Regions from separate parts of the Mus musculus genome. Here region 1 is linked to region 2. Evidence: chromatin contacts called from public promoter capture Hi-C data. All regions are on one chromosome and are shown on one strand. The core of a region is the stretch at or near the end of the contact, and the rest is flanking DNA. Distances in the headings are between cores, read along the strand shown.

Region 1 (3,717 bases), core at 1,046-3,545, 1.4 Mb after region 2:
ACTGTTCATTCTACAACAGAGTGGACAGACTACAAAGCTCAACACTTAAGAGTTCACACACCAGGATGCCTGCAATCCCAACTGTTGCGAGCCGGCCAGTTAGAGGCAGAGGGCCTCTGGGAGTTCTAGGCTACCCTGGTCTAAAAGAAAGCAACCCCCCAGAACTCCTACCCCGGCTCCTTGTGGACTGGAGGTAGTTCAGGGCAGGGTCACTCACTTGCCTCATGGCTTAATCCCAAGCACCACCTAAATAAAGAGCCTCCACCTCCAGCCACATGAGCTGAAAGGCCACACATGTCAGCATTAGCAGTGAAGCACAAACAGTTTCAAACGCCACTGCGCAGGGGTGAGGTAAGCGTCCTACACCACTCAGCAGGCTGAGTGATGGGTGTCTGGGCCCCAGCATCTCAGAAACCGAACTTCAGACCCGCCTAAGTTAAAAAAAAAAAAAAAAAAAGTCCCTTGTGGGCAGTGAAGTCATACTTTGTGATGAGCCAGACCCAACACTGAGTAAAAGACTCCACCTGATGGCCTCAACTATAAAATGACACAGCTTCCCCCTACCCCAATTCTTCCGGAGACCAGCCATGGTCAAAGGAAGTAAATTCCTAGCACAGCATGTGAGTTTGAAAGCATGAACGTTTCCCCCCAACCCCCGGTCAGGGTTTCTCTGTGTAGCCCTGGCTGTCCTCGAACTCAGAAATCCTCCTGCCTCTGCCTTCCAAGTGCTGGGATTAAAGGCGTGTGCCACCACTGCCTGACAACACTAACATAACAAACATCTTGTAACTATCCCAGCAATACCCTTAATGTCCTCATGATATGGCTCCAAAGAGAAGCTTTTGGGGGTCGCTGTTTAGCAACTGTGGGTGTCCTTGGGCAACGCAACCTTTCCAAGCCTTGCAACAGCAGGTGCTTGGCTGTGAGACAGACACCCTGAACAGCTAGCTTTGCCTCAGGCTAGGGTTCCAGTTCCATCTTCTAACAAAGCAATCTAACCCAACAACTACCACACAGCTGAGTTCAAAGCTAGTGTCCAGTCCACCCTCACATCCGACTTTTTTTTTGGGTTTGGTTTTCTGAGTGCTGAGATTAAAGGCTTGCGCCACCCTGACCAGCCACATCTGACCCTTTGACACCAAGAACTCCTGTCAGTTCGGGAAGCTGGTAACTGGGCAAACTCAGCCACATAATGGGAGCTTACTGAGGCCCAGTCCTCCAGTCCCTTGTACCCTATACCCTTTCCACAACAGTTCCTGGCCAGTGCTCACCTTGTAGAATTTCCTGAGGTTTTCTTTTTGAGTCTGGTTAATAACAGTGAGGACTCGGGCGATAGACTTGCGAACGACTCGTCTATAAAAATAGATGGCAGTGAAGATCAGGTAGGCACATTAACCCCTCCAACACAAGGCCCTCATTTCTGCCACCCAGGAGGGAAATCTAGAGATAAGGACAGGTTTGTCAACAGATAGACGTGGACACTTAATGCAGATTTGGCCCAAGAACTTATCCCAAAGGCCAGAGACTGAGACCATGCCTTCAAGTTACCTAGTTCAGTGTAAGGAATCACAAATTGGAGAAAAGAGAACAGGTGTGAAGAGAGGACATTGAAGCCAGGCAGAGGCCACGAACAGCTGATTTTAGTCATGGTGATAAGAGATCAACTCGTGACTGGAACACATGGGCTCAGCGTCTCTTTTCAAGTTTCCCTCCCTTGTCGTCACCACTTGCTTCCAGCCGTACTACAACCCATGTGAGGCGGCACCACCATGGCCCTTCAAGGAATGCCCTATTCTCTCACCACAGTAGTTGGCCAAGGACAGTCGAGGGGAAATGGCTCAAGGGGCCAAGGCAGGGAAGGGGAAGCACCCAGCTGGGACCTCAAGGCCCACTTACATCTTGGAGAGCTTGGACGCGGCGCCGCCTGTCACTTTGGCGACCCGAAGCTGGGACAATTCCACCTTCAGATCGTCCAGTTGTTTCAACAGCTCCTCCTTCTTCTTGCCGCGCAGGTCCCGAGCCTTAATCTTGGCCTGCAATGAGGAGCGACTCTATGGGTCACGGAGCTCCCGCTTCGTCCCCGGCCGACCCAGGAGGGACGGTGCGCCAGAGGCCGCGGCGTAAGCGAGGGCGGGCAGCCTGAGCCGGCCCCCGCTGCTCTCTGAGTTCCCCCCGTCCGCCCCGCGCCCCGCGCCACTGTCCCCACGTGTCCCCGGCGACCGATGGCACCCGATTCCCGCAGCCTCACCATTTCGGCGTTGTTCACGGCTGAAGCAGCCTGGTTCGAGAGAAAGAGGAAAGGGCGGGGCCGACTTCCTCAACTACTGCCGGGTGGCGCCGGGCACGGCCAATAGCGTCGCGGTTTGGGAGGCCCGCTCCGCCCCTGCGCAGCCGCGGCCGTGGTGCCCTCCGCTTCCCGGAAGTCCTGCCTTCCTAAGGTTGGCTGGTCTCTAAGCGACCCAGCTGGGGAAACTGAGTCTCGCGATGAGCAACACCGGGCTGGCTGGAGGCAGCGCAGAGAAGGCTGCAGTTCTTCTGTTCCCTCGGTTTTATTCGGAAGCTTGAAGTTCTCTGGTCTGTGCGGGGCTGAGCTAGCCGCGGGTGGTGTCAGGGTGCGGAGGGCATGAGGTGTGAGGGTTTTCTTTAAAAGTTTGAGACAAGGTCTTATTCTAAATCGCTTCCTAATGCTGACAGTACAAGTGCCACAATGCCTCGCAAGTGTATGTGAGAGAGCCAGCGAGCATGGAGGTTGGAGAACAACCTGTGGGAGTTCTCTTCTTCCACTGTTCGGCGCTCGAACGTCGAACGCAAGTGGTCAGGTTCGACCTAACCATCTCGCTATCCTTTTTTTCTTCTTTTCTTTTTTAAATACAAGGCCTCCATATCTATCTATCTATCTATCTATCTATCTATCTATCTATCTATCTATCTATCTATCTATCTATCTATCTACCTACCTACCTACCTATCTCCTGGACTTGTTTTGTACCCAAGTTTGGTATCCAAAGTGCGCCACCACCTGGCAAGGGTAACAATAAAGTCATCCAGCAAGAATTTGCGGAGATGGTATGTAGTAGTACAAATCTCATCCCCAGACTTTTGTGGGATTTCTGATTATTGCTTTAGGTCTGGGCACGGTGTCACAGCGCCCAGGCAGTGGAAAAGGAGGATCCGGAGTTCAAGCCTTCTTTATTACACCAAGATATATTAATGAAACCGTCTCCAGAGAGATTCCAAATCGTGCTGGTAGCTTAGTTCCGTGGTAGTGTTTCCCTGGCATGCACAAAGCTGTGTGCATTCCCGGCACTGATACAAGAATAAATAAAAGCTCCGAAACAGAGTCTTGCTTTATTGCTAGTACCAGTTTATATCTTGGCAAGTCCCTTCGCGTCTCCGGTTAGTGTATCTTTGAGGATTAGAGGAACTAAACTGAAAACCTGCAAAGCTCCCAGCCAAGACCTGATATGTAAAGATTGGGGAAATTATAACATGGTTAAAGTGCACATGACCCTTTGCCTACAGTCCCAGACAGACCGCTAGCATCTAGATCAGAACAAAGCAGACGATGTTGGGTTTGTGTGATGAGTTGACCAAACTGACCAATTGGAGCCCTTTCTTTGCCAAGCTCCATTCAGCAGCTGCCCATTTTTCCAGCAGTTTCTCAATTGTTCATGACTTGATGCTGATAGAAGAGGTACTCAAGGTACTGTAATGAAA
Region 2 (3,994 bases), core at 885-3,384:
AGTGCCCTGAAGGCACACATACCCCTTTAACAGTCAAATTTACGGGATGGACTAGAAACACCAGAAATGACTTTTGTGATTTGGGATGTCATATCTTCCCCCTCAACCCCACCACCACTTAAACTCTGACCACAGCCCTCCTGCGGAGAACACTTATCCTACCAGAGTGTGTTTAACAATTTCAACATACTAAGAATTAACAGAACTTAAGACAGTATTTAATAAATACCTCTCCCCAACTCAATCCAGGTTAGGCTTCTGGTGCCCCTATAGAAATATGAGTCTTAGACCAGTGGTGGTAGTACACACCTTTAATCCCGGCACTTGGGAGATAGAAAAAAGTACATCTCTGTGCCTAAGCTTAGTCTAAAGAGCTAGTTCCAGGACAGCCAAGAACCCTGTGTTGAAAAACACAAAAGGGAGATGGGGAGGAGGAGAGAAATAAATAGCCTTAATCTTTTGTCAGGTTATATTAAATACTAAAAATATTTAGGTATACATGAGGATGGTAACTTAACAGAATGCAACCCTTTTTCTTCTGACACCATCACTAACCTCATTTTGTGACCTTGAGCATATTTCCCAATGATTATGAGCCTCCACTCGTCCTTATCACTGAGGCACCGTAAGTGGCAAGAATGTAGTTCAGGTCTAAAACTTCAGAACAGCTTTCCCATGCCAAAGTATATTACTGGTGGACACATCCTCTTTTGTCAGGGTCATACCTAGGTACTGAAAGAGGGTTTGTAGGACTGCCCAGGACAATAAGAAGAAGACAAAGAAAAAAATCATCACCAAGATAGCAAAATCTAAGCTGTGGTCAGAGAATGGACAGAGAGCAACTGCAGAAAATCAAGATCAGCATTCTGGTTGGTCTCAGACCACAACCAATGGGACGAGAGGCCTACCAGCTAAGGAGCCTCAGTAAAGGGATGAAAACAGGTGCCATACTAAGTGACGTGGACTTACAGGAATTTTAACTGAATGGTGGTATGCCAAGACAGTGATTTGAGAGGCTGTAATTTCAGATTAGAGAGTTCCCAAATCCTTAGGCATTGTATGCCTGCCTCAGAAGAGCAGATAAGATTCCAAAAATTCTCACACTTCGCTGTTATTTCTACAGGACTTGGAACACCACTTGGGCCTTGCCCTCAGTGAGGTGCAGGCAGCCAAGAAGACCTGGTTTAACCGAACACTGAGCTCCATAAAGACAGCAACTGGTGTTCAAGGGAAAGAGACATGTTGAGAACAGCTGCTGCCTCCAGACACCTCCAGAAAACACACCACCTTTTGTTGCCTTCTTTGGCCAGATGTGTGATTCTGTGATATGTTGCAGGACCAGAATGAACCTAGGTCAGAGCTGTATAGTATATTGTTAGGTCAGTGGGCTAGGGCTCCTGCAGCAGGCTGCCAACCCAACTGATGCTTTGGGTATGCACCAGAGTCCTTCCTCCTAGTGCCATTCAGGCCTCTTTTCTGTATAGGAAGGAACACTTCACACAGCCAGACTTGGGGAATACCCCAATGTATTGGGTTTTCTTTTTCTAAACCCTTTAAAAAAATTGTGTGTGTGTGTGTGTATGTGTACACATATACACACATGCACACACTCTATCCTTTGAGTTGGGGAGCAGGGGTTCAGAAATTTGAGTAATTCTTATCTATCAGTGCCAGCAAAAGCCCCTAGGAGATGAGAAGCACTTTGAGTAGAAGGGTCTCATAGTCACAGTTCAAGTCACCTAATTTTTTTTTAAACTAATATAGTGCATAGGTTTTGATTTGGAATTATTCATATTGCTGAGCAATTCTATGCAACTCTCATAGTCGTGTCTTTTTTTTTTTTTTAAACAAAACAAAACATTAGCTGCCAAACTACTTCTAAAGGCTGGAATGGGCCACATGACTGTGAGACTGAATCAATCATGACACGGACAGCTCTTATTTTGTTTAAAGTGTACATATATATGTGTGTGTATATATATGTGTGTGTGTATAAATATATATATATATATAGATATATATATAGATACATTTCCCAGTACCCTGAACTGACAGTGTTTAAGTCCCAGACAACCTGCTAATCTACCACTGCCGTCTGTGGTCATGGGGCACTTCCTTTCACTTGAGGTTTATTGGGCTTTGTTCTTCCTGCCAATGTAGGAGCTGGCAAGAGCTCCATGACCTCTAATGTGTGCATAGCAGGTCGTTCAAGAGAGCAAGACTGAATACATGAAAGTCCCTACACACTGTAAAGTCCTACTTTCCTGGCTGGATCTCTGTCAGGCCTCTGAAGCCTCCAGGGGGGCCAGGTGTACATCTCACTGGTCAGGTGATGGGCTGTGGATTCTCACTTTAAAGCTATGAAATGGCAGTTTTAGCACCTTTTTTTTAATTAAAAACAAAACCTTTTGACTCTTAATTTATATGCTGACAAGTGGTGTCACAAGTGGCTCATCCTCTCTGCTCTGTGTGCAGGTAGCTTGGGTTTGTATATAAGGACACTAGTTATTTTTTCTTTCCCTGTTGGCTTTTCTAATGCTTGATGAGGTCATCTACAGTGGGGAGATAATAAGTGGCCTGCTCTTCCCCAGACCATCCCCTACACCACTTCCTGTGTCTGTCTCGTTCAGTTAACCCAAACAGTATAAGCCCATCTTAAACTAGGTGTGTGGACATTGTGTGCTAGGGTAGTTTGTGTGTCAACTCCATGAACTGAAATATAAATCAGTAAAACTGTATTACTATTTCTTTTGTTTGTTTTAACAGCATATTCATTAAATATTTTGGTACAAACAGCATTGCTTCATACAAAAGTAGTTTTATGTTTGCATATTCCTTTCCCACCCATTCCCCAGAAGTGCATATGGGAAGAACATATTAAGTAAAGGTTGTGTTATGCAAGAGATGCCTGCCCATGGCCCTTACTGAGAAGTGTAGTGCTGTGGGTCACAGTGCTTAAAATTAAGTCTTGGGCCGGGCGTGATGATGCTCGCCTTTAATCCCAGCACTTGGGAGGCAGAGGCAGGCGGATTTCTGAGTTTGAGGCCAGCCTGGTCTACAAAGTAAGTTCCAGGACTTTCAGGGCTACACAGAGAAACCCTGTCTCGATAAAACAAAAAAAAACAAACAAAAAAAAAAAAAATGGTCTCACCAGTTGAAGATCGGAGAAAGAACAGCAAGTAGCTGGTAGTTTAAGAAGGGAAGCAACTGAAAAGAGCAAGTGTTTGCTCAGACACAGGAAAAGCAGTAACAAGGGTGGGTATATCTTCACTGAGGTTCCTTTCTCTCCCTAGCTGGTCATCTCAACATCTCAACACCCTAGGTCCTTTACACTTTTTACTACACCTCCCTTCTCTGAATCTCAACTATTGCTTTGTAACCCTCCACTTGCCACAAGCCAGAATCTGGGCCTGGTCAAGTAGTCCCTGCCTGACTTCTACATAGTTGCTGATCCTTAGGCCTAAGCTGTGGTAAGTACTCTTGGAAAGGCCAGGAAATGGCTCCAAAGCACAGTTCACAGGGTGAAAGACATGCTTCTTGGGTCTACATTTGCTGGCTGGCTAGCTGTTCAAGGCTCCCATGTTAGGGAGAAATCTCCATCTTGAAGCTATACACCACCATCTAAGAAAGGGATCCATATGCCAGTCAATCTTAGTGTGTGAGCCTAAAACAACTCAAGATACTAAAATTTATAATTGGGAATATACCTTATAAGTGTATGGGATACACTGGACCACTGGAGGTACAGTTTTATAAGCAAGACAAGAAGGTAGTGATAAACTCTGCAGTGACTGGATTTCTTGGGTAGAAGCAAGAGGAAAATGTTAAGGAAGGATTGGAAAAAGTAGTCTAAGTCAGGTGGAGGCCCATGCAAATGACCTGGAAGATGTGGGGAACAAACTGCTGCAGAGATTAAAGGTAGTTTGTATTTGGGTAGTTCTCTGCTGATCCTTTATGGAGGGAAATGGAAAGAGAAAGAAGAGTATGAACGGAG

What was found. Promoter capture Hi-C pulls out the DNA fragments that hold promoters and counts their contacts.
Region 1: a contact with region 2 is called in a promoter capture Hi-C map of liver, with 5 times the contacts expected there. The contact joins the promoter of Rpl35 here to the enhancer-like site in region 2. A contact is called at or near these places in 4 of 39 promoter capture datasets (cranial neural crest, hippocampal neurons, liver and 1 more), 1 of 115 datasets of contacts at active chromatin or transcription factors (microglia) and 2 of 9 other capture datasets (adipose tissue and liver).

What each region holds. Positions count from the first base shown.
Region 1 is chr2:39,002,836-39,006,552 of GRCm38.p6, forward strand. It overlaps Rpl35 (ribosomal protein L35), which reads right to left and starts at 2,296. Exons shown (of 4, transcript NM_025592.3): 1 at 2,249-2,296; 2 at 1,897-2,033; 3 at 1,272-1,353. The coding sequence starts at 2,251.
Region 2 is chr2:37,563,642-37,567,635 of GRCm38.p6, forward strand. It overlaps Rabgap1 (RAB GTPase activating protein 1), which reads left to right. Exons shown (of 26, transcript NM_146121.2): 26 at 1,124-2,796. The coding sequence ends at 1,246. Among named protein-coding and RNA genes, the nearest start is that of Gpr21, 49 kb to the left of the region's middle. Within about 2 kb of position 2,135, at least 39 of the 459 cell types and tissues checked have an H3K27ac peak or open chromatin away from gene starts, as enhancers often do. A contact at or near this core is called in liver, where this site is marked.